Linked DNA regions of Rattus norvegicus: region 1 is linked to region 2. A link is a contact called in public Hi-C data. All regions are on one chromosome and are shown on one strand. The core of a region is the stretch at or near the end of the contact, and the rest is flanking DNA. Distances in the headings are between cores, read along the strand shown. Region 1 overlaps Scube3 (signal peptide, CUB domain and EGF like domain containing 3). Region 2 holds the start of Tcp11 (t-complex 11).

What was found. A called contact is a pair of places that touch in the nucleus more often than the background predicts.
Region 1: a contact with region 2 is called in a Hi-C map of hepatocytes, with 3 times the contacts expected there. The contact joins the enhancer-like site here to the promoter of Tcp11 in region 2. A contact is called at or near these places in 10 of 12 Hi-C or Micro-C datasets (the A7r5 cell line, the Rat2 cell line, Schwann cells and 5 more) and 1 of 1 datasets of contacts at active chromatin or transcription factors (oligodendrocytes).

Annotation. Positions count from the first base shown.
Region 1 is chr20:6,221,473-6,227,315 of GRCr8, reverse strand. Scube3 (signal peptide, CUB domain and EGF like domain containing 3) reads right to left here. Exons shown (of 22, transcript NM_001271362.2): 10 at 5,599-5,724; 11 at 5,238-5,354; 12 at 5,000-5,104; 13 at 4,666-4,785; 14 at 4,260-4,418; 15 at 3,840-4,055; 16 at 3,339-3,500; 17 at 2,965-3,132; 18 at 2,329-2,490; 19 at 1,824-2,021; 20 at 1,305-1,457; 21 at 1,126-1,205. The region is part of intron 1 of LOC108349039 (a long non-coding RNA gene); the gene reads left to right. Among named protein-coding and RNA genes, the nearest start is that of Zfp523, 21 kb to the left of the region's middle. Within about 2 kb of position 3,180, at least 2 of the 93 cell types and tissues checked have an H3K27ac peak or open chromatin away from gene starts, as enhancers often do. A contact at or near this core is called in hepatocytes and liver, where this site is marked.
Region 2 is chr20:6,134,631-6,140,493 of GRCr8, reverse strand. Tcp11 (t-complex 11) reads left to right here and starts at 2,849. Exons shown (of 10, transcript NM_001007695.1): 1 at 2,849-2,871; 2 at 3,199-3,591; 3 at 5,790-5,859. The coding sequence starts at 3,234. LOC102552617 (a long non-coding RNA gene) reads right to left here and starts at 2,726. Exons shown (of 4, transcript XR_005497540.2): 1 at 2,428-2,726; 2 at 1,576-2,077; 3 at 390-450.

The sequences.
Region 1 (5,843 bases), core at 1,931-4,430, 86 kb before region 2:
TTGTGAAATACAGTTGCACAGGGCATTTGACTTGCTGTTTGAGATGGAGTCCAGCGTGTTGCCCAGGCTGTTTTCTTTTCTTTTCTTTTCTTTTTTTTTTTTTTTGGAGCTGGGGACTGAACCCAGGGCCTTGCACTTGCTAGGCAAGCGCTCTACCACTGAGCTAAATCCCCAACCCCTCAGGCTGTTTTCTTAATCCTTGGGCTCAAGTGATCCTTCTGCTTCAGCTCCTGAATAGTCGGGGCCACATGTGTGCACCTTCACACCCAGCGACACTTGGTTTGAAATAATGGCTTGGGGCTGGAGAGCCAGCTCAGAGGTTAAGAGCATATACTGTCCTTGCAAAGATGTGGGTTTAGTTCCCAGCAGCCATACTAGGTGGCTCACATGGGTTCAACGCCATCCCCAGGGGGACCTGACCCCTCTGACCCCTCTGTGCTCACATATACACAGTCATACAAATAGCTATCATTAAAAATAGCAAAGTAAAAAATAACAGTTGAAGGGTCTTAGTGTGCAGCCCTGGCTGTCCTAGAACTCCACAGGTAGACCAGGCTGGCCTTACACTTGGAGACCCATCCACCTATGCCTCCTGAGTGCTGGGATCAAAGGTAAGTAACACCACGGCAGGTGAGACCCACAGACCCACGGTAGTGTTTGTTCCTCCACGTTAGAAATATTTCTTTTCCTCTGGGCCCGTGATCCCACCTGGCACTTAGCTGGAAGCAGAGGAACCTGGAGTTCAAGGCCAGCCTGGACTCTTAAGACTCCGTCTCCAAGGGGTTGGGGATTTAGCTCAGTGGTAGAGCGCTTGTCTATCGAGCGCAAGGCCCTGGGTTCGGTCCCCAGCCCCGAAAAAAAAAAGAAAAAAAAAAAAAAAAAGACTCTGTCTCCAAGAAGTAAACAACACATCATTGTGCAGTTTACCTTCTCTGCGTCTCTCGATGGACGGGCATCTCCTGCCCTCCCCTCAGGGTGATGCAGCATGCTGACACTGGCTCTGTGAGCTGGGGATGAAGAAAGTGCATACCTCACAGAGCCAGGGGCAAGGCATGCTATACTTAGTGCTTTGCCTGCACACTGGTGCTCGCCCGTTTACGCCAGCACCGCAGTGATATCACTTGCCTTTAGGATCTCCTGGTGGTTCTCAGAGGCGTACAGCCGGCCATCCCGCACTATATCTTCCACCAGCTGCTCATAGTCCTCTGTGAAGCCAACAAGGTTGGGGACTGAGCTGGGAACTGTGGTCTCCTGGTTCCCTCGCAAGTCCCGCCCACCTCGCCACCTCTCCTGTCCTTGCTCACCATCGTAGGTTACATAGGGAATCTGAAAACCACGCGCGCTGTTGGCCTCGCTGGTCTTGAAGTTGATCCAGAGTTTCCTGGACCGGGCGGTGAAGGCGATGGGCCGCTCGTATGTCTGGCAGGTCTCATACGTGGTGATGGAGGATGGGGAGGCTGGCAAGGCAAACATTAGGTCAGAAGAGTAGTAAGGCTGTGAGCCATTCTGACAGAGGCTCCCCCCGCCCCACAAACACACAGCTGGCTGCACACCCACTTCCACCATCAAGGCTGACTACTGCACAACCACATGTGTGTTAAAATTGACATTTACAGGATGAGAACAGCAGAGAGGCTAGGGTTAGACAGGCAGCAGCACTGGCAAACCAGCCCCAGGACTGGCTTCTTCACTGCAGCCCACCAAACCTGCCCCACATGTCCTCTGCTAGCTTCTGTCCCCCAAGGCTCCTATCCTATTTGCTCTCGTTGGTTCCCAACCAGATTCCAACCGCCCATGCCCGAGCCAGCTCTGCAGTCACCCACAGTTCTTTCTCATGACCAGGACGTCCCCACACTCGTCCTCGGACGGCAGGAAGATTTCAGGGACCACAATGAGGATCTTGCGCTTGGGTGGGGGGTTGATGTTCCAGATGCACTCCACACCAGCTGGGTAGTTACCCGGGTAGTTGGGAGACTCGATGTAGCCAGTGAACTCACCCAGCTCCCCGCCACACTGCCTATCTGCAGCCATAGCCCAGTGGGGAGAGCAAGAGAGAGATGAGAGTCAGTGGGGAGCCACGCTGAGCAGGCTGAAGAGCTGGAAGGTGGAGGATGGATGCGGATGGTGGACCATGCTCTTCGGGGTTCTGGGTCCACCCTCCTCCTTGCCCATCCGGTATCTAAAAAGATGCTACCGGCCTCACCCTGACAGCTGGCCGCGGCCCACCCACTCATCAACCCTGCTTCTGCTGCTTTACCACCACCCCCCTTTCCATGCACATGGTTCCAAGATCTCTCCCCACTTCCCACAGCCTCGCTGGCCGCGTACTCTTGCACTGGGCCACACTGGTAGAGCCATCGAAGTCCGTGCTTGTATTTCCTGGGCAGCGGGTGCAGAAGTTCTGGCGGAAGTCTGGCTGGTAGGAGCCCACAGCACAGCGGATACAGCGATGGATGCTAGTGTTGTAGTAGTGGCCCGGGGAGCACTGGACTGCAGGCCAGAGGGGAGAGGGCAGAAGCTGAGATGGTAGGAAAGTAGGCATCTGGGCCACAGAGAGGCAGGCATTTGTCACAGAGAATCCTGACATCAAAGACTCGCAAGTTTCTTAGGGTCCCTACCATTCCCAGCCATGGTCTAAGGCCAGGGAAGAGACTTTCCAGAGTGGCTGGCTACAGCACCCTCCTCTTCCTGCAGGCCATGAGCAGTGTCAGTCTGATATAGGAGCCCATTAGGGGACGGAAGGGAATGGCCACCCAATCTGGACGGGGTGTCGGGGTGGTTAGTCGCTTTGTATCCCCAGGGCTGGCTCTGAGAACAAGACGGAGTAGTTAGGCAGGCAGCTGGGTCTCCCCTTTTGGGGGTTAGAAGGTCGGATAACAGACGCAGGCCTGCAGAGGGGTTTGGAGATTTGTGGAGGGCAGCTGGGGACAGGGAGGCCCTCGGGAGTAAATATAACCTGCTCACCTTTGGTGTCACAGTCCTGGAAGGAGACTGCCCCCTCGTGCTTGGTAGTGAGGCCTCCGCCACAGGGGAAGCACAGGGTTCGTCCTGCTTCGGGCTGATAGGTGCCACGTGGGCAGGGCTGGCAGGGCTTAAATCCATCCCCTGAGTGTTGACCAGGTGGGCACTGACCTGCAGTGAAGCAAGGTCCCAGCTCTGATGGGGTTGACCCTGACTCACTCCATGGGATCACCCAGTCCTAGGGAGCAGAGGCTTACAAACAGGACATCAACTAGGACACTGGCCTGGAGCCTGGGCCTGCCCTTTGGGAAATCCCATGCCCATGGGCATCCCAGTGCCCACCCTCGCCCATTCTGTGTTGTTTGTTCCCCTGGCACCTGCACACGTGGTGACGTTGGTGGCTCCAAGAGGCCCGTGGGCATCACTCCCAGGGCAAAGGTCGCAGGAGAGCTGCCCTTCCCTCTCCTGGAAGGTGCCCGCTGGGCATGGCACACACTGCTCCGTCTGGCCGTGGTAATACGTTCCCTGCGGGCAGCTGACTGAGGGAGAGTCGGCCGCGCTAGCCACCCCCCATCTCCCACCACCCAGGCCTAAGACCCCCCTTCCCGCTCCTCTGGACATGGGAGATCTATTAGGGAACGAGCGGAATCCTGCTTGGAGAGATAGGGACGTCAAGTCTGTGTGCAGGAGAACTGCTGGCCCTGCCTGGTACCCTAGATTTCAGCCTAGGACTGGGAAAAGGAGGCCCGTGGACAGGGTCTTTGCTACCTCATGTTTTGAGAGCTTCACCTGAGGCAAGGGGTCCTGCTCTGCTCTGAGCCAGGGCCAAGCTGGGCTTCCCCACTCCCACCCCCTTGCCTCCCAGCCAGCTCCCTTACCACACTTGGTGCCTGCTCGGTGCTGCCCGGGTCGGCAGACCTCCACTAGCTCTGCTCGGTCCCCAGCTGCCAGGCCTGGCTTGTGGGCTAGCTCATAGTCAAGGCCGGCCAGACGCAGCAGGAACCGGTCCTGGTTGATGGACTTTCTGAGCATCTTCAGGGACCCTTTCAGCCTTCGTTCCATCCGCTGTCGGAGGCAAGTCAGCCCACAGCCAGCTAGTGATGGATGGATGGATGGATGGACGAGGAAAGAGCGCTCAGAGCAGAGGGCAGCGGACAGGGCAGCCCTGGAGCTTGCTACTTCCTGTTACACAGGCTCAGAGTTCAGATGCTCCCTCCCCTTGGCTTTTCTCTCTCTCTTGGATCCAGGCTGTGTCCCCTCCTCTTTGGCCCTCCACCCAACAATGTCCCTTGGCCTACCTGTCGTTTCTTCTGCTCTGACCTCAGCTTCTAATTCCAGGGTGAGTCGGGTAACCTCCTTGCCTGGAGGGGTCCGGGCCCGTCTGCCCTTGCCCTTCCGAGAAGAGTCACACTTAAGATGGATAAAGGTGACCTGGCAGTCAGAGCAGGAGGCACCACCTAGAAACAGAGGCCTTGTCAGCCCCAAACTGTAGCTCCTACTGTAGACAGAATTCTCCCTCCTGGCTCTCATTCCTCCGTCCACTCCAGTCAGCCCTGAGCCCACCTCTCAGGGCTCCAACCTCTCCTGGGCCTCTCCCATTTCTGCCCACAGCTCAGGGCACAGGTGAATGAATCACTGACAGAGGGGCCAAGAGATGGGGGGGGGGGTATGATTTGGTGGAAGCCATGGGAGGAAGGTTCAGACCTGGCCCCGGGGTTCTGCCGCTGGCCTCCTCCGCTTTGCCTTTGTTTCGCAGATGCAGACGACATTTGGCGTCCTTGATCTTGAAGGAGGCCCTCTGCTTGACTGGCAGCACTGCAGCCTCTAGAGGGGTGAGAGAAGTTAGCACAGCCAGGGCTAGGGAGGCTGCTGTGGGAGGGCGGCTGCAAGCTGAGCCATGAGGTTTAGCTGAAGCAGGATCATGAACGCCAAGGGCATTGATGGAAGGGCTAAGGAGCTAGGCTTCGAAGCCAGAGTAACACAGGAAATAGAGGGAAGGCAGGCCAGGAAGTGGGAGGGCTTCTGGGTAGATGCTCACCATGGCAGGAGTTGGAGATGGTGCTGTTGCCCGGGTGAATGGCTCGACCTGCAGCAGCTTTAGGGCTCGGGGTACCGCAGCTCACTGTGAATCCGTTCTCTGACTCTGAGAGAAGGGGACTATCACAGCTCTGACCCGCCCCTCAACCCCCAGTGGTCGGAGTTGTCCCTGGGAACAGAGGAACTGTCGAACAGCCAGTCTCCCCTCCCTTCTCCCCAAAGCCCCACCCTCCCTATACCTGGTAAGAACCGGGCGCGGGAGGGGCAGGTCAGGGCACAGGTATCCTTCTTGCCCGAGCGACTGCAGCTGAGCATGGCTTTTGAGGCTCCAGAACTGCTCTGGCACTTCACTGGCTCTAGGAAGGGAAGCAAGGTCTGAGAATGTGGAACATCCCTCGTCTACCTGCTCCCTCAGACGGCTAATGCGGAAAAAGACTGTCTACATGCCCAAGGAGACACGGCACATTTTAAACCAGAAATGTCTTGTCTAACCCAGCTGGCTATGTTCCCCCACCCCTCTCCCCTCACACCTTCCCACCAGACCCCAACCTTCCCCTGAAATAGCATTGCCAGGTCTGTCCAGCAGAGGGCGCCACACACCTGTGCAATCCTTTCCGTTCCAGTGGAGGCGGCCCTGGCCTGCCGGGCAGGTACACTGATAGCTGCCTGGGGTGTTGATGCAGCCAAAGCGGCAGCCCCCCTTATTGATGCTGCATTCATCCACATCTGTGGGAGGAGTCAGAAAACACTGCCAGTGGTGCAGGCATAAGAGCCAGGGACTGGGCTTCGAGGGAGGAGCTGAGCTAAGCATGGTAACTGACTACCTTATAGAGACGACTATGTAT
Region 2 (5,863 bases), core at 1,600-4,099:
GCCTGCCTCTTTGGTTTGTACACTGTAACAGGGTTAAAGTGTTGGGTTAGCAAGGAGGGAGAATCCAGTCACCTTTAGGAGAGTTTAAAGATGGGCTGAGGTAGAAGATAAGCCAGGTAGAACCAGAGACTCGGTTCCACAGACAAAGGGCCTTATAGGAAATCTTATGTGCTTGGGACCCCAGATAAAGACTTGACCTGGGACACCCACCCTTTTCTCTGACCTGCACCCTGCCCCTGACCCCGCCCCCCCCCCCCATTCTCACCAGGTCACTGTATGCCAGTTCTCTTTATGTGTGGACAGACTCAGTGTGACTTCATAAGAAGCCCGTGATCTAGTCAAGATCTTGCCCATCCCTCCTTTTGGTAACGCCTTGAAATCGCTCTCACCTGGCCTCATACGTGGGGACAGTCCAGCAGGACGCCCGCTTTTCTGGGTGATCATATGCATCTGGAATGTAAAAGCGCCCAGTAAATCATTAAGCAGTGAGTCAGTGATTAACTAAGACCCCTGCCCCACCAACCCAGAGGAAGGGGGCCATGTCTCGTTTCTCTAGGCCCTCAACGCTAACTTTTGCCTGGTTGCTTCTGATAGCTATTAAAGATAAGGATCCTACGCCTTGCCTGGCCCTGGGAAAATGCTTCCCTTAGCCTTCCTCGGCCACCTCCAATGCTCCCCTCCTCTTGTGTCAGCCCCACCCCCACCCTGGATGCCCGCTTTTGATATTGCCTCACAACCCTCCAAGAATTCAGATCTTAAAAGTTTTAATTACGTGTGTGTGTGTGTGTGTGTGTGTGTGCGCGCGCGCGCGCTCGCGCGCTTGTGGCAGGTCTCTCCTCCATGATAGGAGTCCAGGGGACTGAACTCAGGTAGCGGGGCATGGAAGCTTGCTTCTTGGCCCATTAGTCCATTTTGCTGACCCATGGATTTAAGTATCAAGACCAGCAATTTCATGATTACAGATAAATTCCCAGGGGAATTCGGACATCTGGGGAGATCTTTATAGTAGTGATGTTTTTATCGGGAGGAAAATGGGCTATTATCTAAAAACAAGCACTTTTTTTTCTCTTGACATTAAAATTCCCAGATGGCCAGGCGATGGTGGTAAATGCTTTTAATCCCAGTACTTGGCAAGGCAGAGGCAGGCAGATCTCTGGGAGTTTGAGGCCAGCCTGGTCTACAGAGTGAGTTCCAGGATAGCTGGGGCTACACAGAGAAAACCCATCATGAAAAACAACTTGGAAAAAAAAATGTATGTGTTGTGTGTGTGTGTGTGAATACCTTATGTGACAGGAAACTGTGACGTCATTGCATAGCTTCTGTCCACTTCACAGTTGACCACCCAGAGGGAAATGCCAGGGAGAATGGTGGGGGAGGAAGGAGGCTTTTAGTGTATGTTGGAAATAGTTTGGGTGGTCGGCGCTGAGGCAGTGCTGAGAACCGAATTCAGGGCTACCAACCAAGCTACAGCCTTAAGTCCTTTCAATAAGTCCTACCTTGCAGTGGCCCACGTTTCATTACTAAGCGGCACCCATTGTCTGGCCTTATTTTGTTTTTAAATTTAAGTTGCTTTACCTTTTCCGGAACTGTGTAATCCAAGCCGACCTTGGCCAGTCCGTCCTCTTGCCTCAGCCTCCCGAGTAGCTAGGATGCTGGTTTTTCCAGAGTCAGGGGTTGGAAAACAAACCGCGTAGGTGTCCTGACAACGAAGCTTCCCCTCCAGCACCCACCGGCATTCAGGCATTACAACCATTTGTAACTCCAATGGCGGGAGATCGCACGCCCTCTTCTGACCACCTGGGGTACTGCATGCACGTGATGCATTTACATACATTTTCCGATGACTTCAGAGTAATGAAGAGGCGAGAAAGAATGTGAGAGAGAACACACCATGTTCTCTCCCCAAATCCAGGGTCCGGGTACCTATTCTATTTAAAAGACTTATGTAGGGGTTCGGGAGATGCATCGCACGCATGCCTTGCCCAGCAGGGATGAAGAGGGCGTCTGGTCCTGAGGAACTGGAATTGCAGATGACTGTGATCCACCATGTTGGTGCCGGGAATCGAACCCTGGTCCTCTGGAAGAAAACCAGTGGTCCCTAAAGGCTGAACTATCTCTCCAGGCCTCATCCTCATCCTTTTTAAGATTTTTGAGGTGGGCTGGAGGGATGGCTCAGTGGTTAGAGCACAAACTGCTCTTCCTGAGGTCCTGAGTTCAATTCCCAGCAACCACATGGTGGCTCACAACCATCTGTAATGGGGATCCGATGCCCTCTTCTGGTGTGTCTGAAGACAGCGACAGTGTACTTATATATAATAAATAAATCTTAAAAAAAAAAAGATTCTGAGGGCTGGAGAGATGGGGCTCAGCCTATCTGAAGCCCCTTCCATCCCCAGCACTGTAGGAACCCATGGTGGTGACTCACACCTGTGACCCCAGCACTCAGGCCGAGACAGGAGGGTCAGCACCCCTGGGCGTGCTCTGCAGGCTACCCCTAAGCCCCAGGTCCTGACACCTAGAATCAGTAGGGATGACCGTCTCCGCCCCGTCTCAGTCTTGCCCTGAGTAGCGGCAGGTGGTTCGTGGTGGGTCTTATACTGGAGAGGCGCATGTGCCCCGTGTTGCCAGGACACCTAAGCGGTTTGTTTTGCAACCCCGGGCGTTCCCACTCCTGCCCCGGTCACAGGGTGGGGGTGTGGAGTGTGTGACAGCATCGACGTGGGGGCTCGGTGGCTCCGCCCAGCTCCCCAGCCCCGCCGCCCCCGCTCCGTCCTCCTAGGTGGTTGAGCCCACACCACCCACCGCTCCGCCTTGCACACCCGCGCCCGAGCCGCCCAGCCAGCCAGAGCGGGCGGGCGGGCAGAGAAGGAAGTGAGCGAAGGGGAAAGAGAGGAGTGGAGAGGGGAAAGGGAGAAAGTGGAGGGGGAGGGCGGAGGATGGGAGAGGCGACTCCTAGGGAGAAGGGGGAAGGGGAGGGGGAAAGGGAGGGGTGGGGAAGGGAGAGGTGGAGGGGCAAGGGGGGAGTGGGGAAGGACGGAGAGGGGTAAAGGTGGGGGGTAGCGTCCGTCCGGGCGTCCGTCGGGCTGAGGGAGGCGTCTGGTGTTAGACGACAGCCGAACTCTGCTGCCTCAGTTTCCTCCCTGCCCCAGTGCTGGTCCTTCTGTCCCCGACGAGCCCCTGTCATTTGTCCCCACCTAGATACCACCACCATCATCATCATCACCACCACCAGGATGCCAGACTTGAAGGAGAGGGCGGCCAGGAAGGAGCCCGGCGCGGCAGAGAGCGCCTCCCGTGAATCCCGCGGGGGAAACACCCGGGAGAGCGCGAGCAGCGCCCAGGGGCACCGATCGCGTAGGTTCAACCGTCGCTCGAGCACGGCCGCCCTCACCCCAGGGTCCGCGCAGGGGCGCGGGGTACAGACGGCGCCACGAGCTCCCGTGGGCCACGGAGGACTGCGGACCGGCTTGACCTCCCGGTGTCCCCAGCCCTCCGCCCGAGCGAAGCTCCCCTCGGTCACGCGTGGGGCACCGCTTCCGCCATCCCCGGGAAAGGGCCACTTCGGCGCGACCCCGATCTCGCACAGGCTAGGTATCTGCTTGAGGCAGGGTCCCCAAGTGCGGGGACTGCAGGTCTGGACCACCCCTTCCCCTCGGTTCAAATGCTCCCGCGCAAGCGTTGCCATGGATTTCCTGCGATGCTCGACAGTTAGTCTGCCCCCTGTGGCCACAAGGGGTCACTGCTGCTTAATGCAGTGACTTGAGACAAGCCCCAGGTGTAGGGGGTGGGGTGGGGGGTGGGGTGGTTAGGGGTGGGGCTGTGCACCCGAATAGGAGTGGGGTTCAGGAAGTGCTGCTGCTGCTGCTGCTCCTCCTTTGGGAACCCCAGTTCTTACAATGGTTGGTTGCATCCATAGGTAAAATGACTCCTGAGTATATAATCCAATTCCTTTTGAAAAACCTTGGAACTGTGTATATTAGGCTGGCTTTGTTGTCTTGCAGTTTTATTTTTTGGGGCGGGGGGGGGCGATCTGGATTTTAAAGAAAAAAATTTTTTAAGATTTATTTATTATGTACACAGAGTTCCACCTGCATGTAAGAGGGCACCAGATCTCATTATCGGTGGTTTTGAGCCACCATGTGGTTGCTGGGAATTGAACTCATGGCCTCTGGGAGAGCAAACCGTGCTCTTAACCTCTGAGCCATCTCTCCAGCCCAATCTTAAAGAATTTTATAGCCACACTTTATCTCTACTTTTTGAGCCCTCCTAGTTTACATCTGGAGCTTGGCCCGGAGTGCTCTGGGTGGAATTTCTGGATGCTTCCTTGCAGCTGGAGGGTTCTTGAGGAGCCCCTGTGGCTTCAAAGGTTTCCTTTCACCTCGTTTGTGTACAGATTTGTGTCATTACCGGCTGTTTCGGCTGGGTTAATGAAGGGCTGCATAAGTGCGGGGTAGAGCAGGGGCGGTTCACGCTTGTTTTTATAAAAAGGTTTGTTTGCTTTTGTGTGAGCGGATGCCTTGCCTGCAGGTCTGTCTGTGCACCTTGTGTGTTCAGGGTCAGAAGAGGTGTCGGGGGGCCCTGAAACTGGAGTTACAGATGTCTGTGAGCCAGGGATGGCACCCGGTTCTGAGGAAAAGGCAGCCAGTGGTTTCACAGTAGGAAAATTCTGCCTTTCCAGGCTTGTGGAGGCATCTGAGTAGTTAAAGCTCTCTACCTACCCAGGCAGCCATGTGACGGTGGGAGGAGGGAACCTTTCTCTGGCCTCCTCACACGCACTGTGGTGTGCAATAGTAGTAACTTTTTTATTATTTTAGTCATATGAGCACACGGTAGCTGTCCTCAGACGCACCAGAAGAGGGCATCGGGTCCCATTACAGATGGTTGTGAGCCACCATGTGGTTGCTGTGGGAATTGAACTCAGGACCTCTGGAAGAGCAGCCAGTGCTCTTAACCATTGAGCCAGCTCTCCAGCCCAGAACATTAATTTAAAAAGACATATTTACAGAAGTAGTATGGCCGGCCGGCTGTCATCCTGAGCCCCCACTTAGCGTTCCTGGTTTGACTTTTATAGGCCTAGATGTGTATGGTTGTTAAGTAAAATTTTCTCCTTGTCCATACTTGACAGCACAGAATCGGCAGACTGTGATCTTTCTTAAAATCTTCTTGGAAATTTTACTAATCTGTGAAATCCTAAACTCTGGCAACTACTGTCTTAGAAAAGCAAATAACTTTGGTTCTCTGTCGGAAAGTAAGACTCATCGAGTTGAAAAGCTGCTCAATAAACAAGTGTTTATTTTTGCAAACCACAAATTGTTTCTTTGTAGCAGCTTTAAGCAGCCTTTTAAAGACTGTTATTTTTTTTTTTAAAAAGACTAAAGTGTATGTTTTTTTTTTTTTAAAAGACTAAATGTATTACCATGAGTACACTGTCACTGTCTTCACCAGAAGAGGGCATTGGTCCCATTACAGATGGTTGTGAGCCACCATGTGGTTGCTGGGATTTGAACTCAGGACCTCTGGAAGAGCAGTCAGTGCTCTAACCACTGAGCCATCTCTCTAGCCCAACAGCTTTAACTTTGAATTGGCTTCATTCTGTGCCTTCCTGAACTAGCCTTAGCCTTCATGCTGTCGGACTCCTCTGAGCATGTCTAGCCTGCCCCTGGGGGGCATACAAGTGACAGGTGGAGCGGACTCTGAGATAACCTGGGGGGCCTACAGGCGAGTGACCCTGAGGAAATTAAGACTGGTGTGGGTCGATAACTGTCCACCAGAAGTCCTTCCCGTTACAGGTCTGACGGAGAGAGTCCACGATGCTTCCAAGCTGGATTGCCACTTGGAAGATAGGAAATCGGCAAGCAGGTAT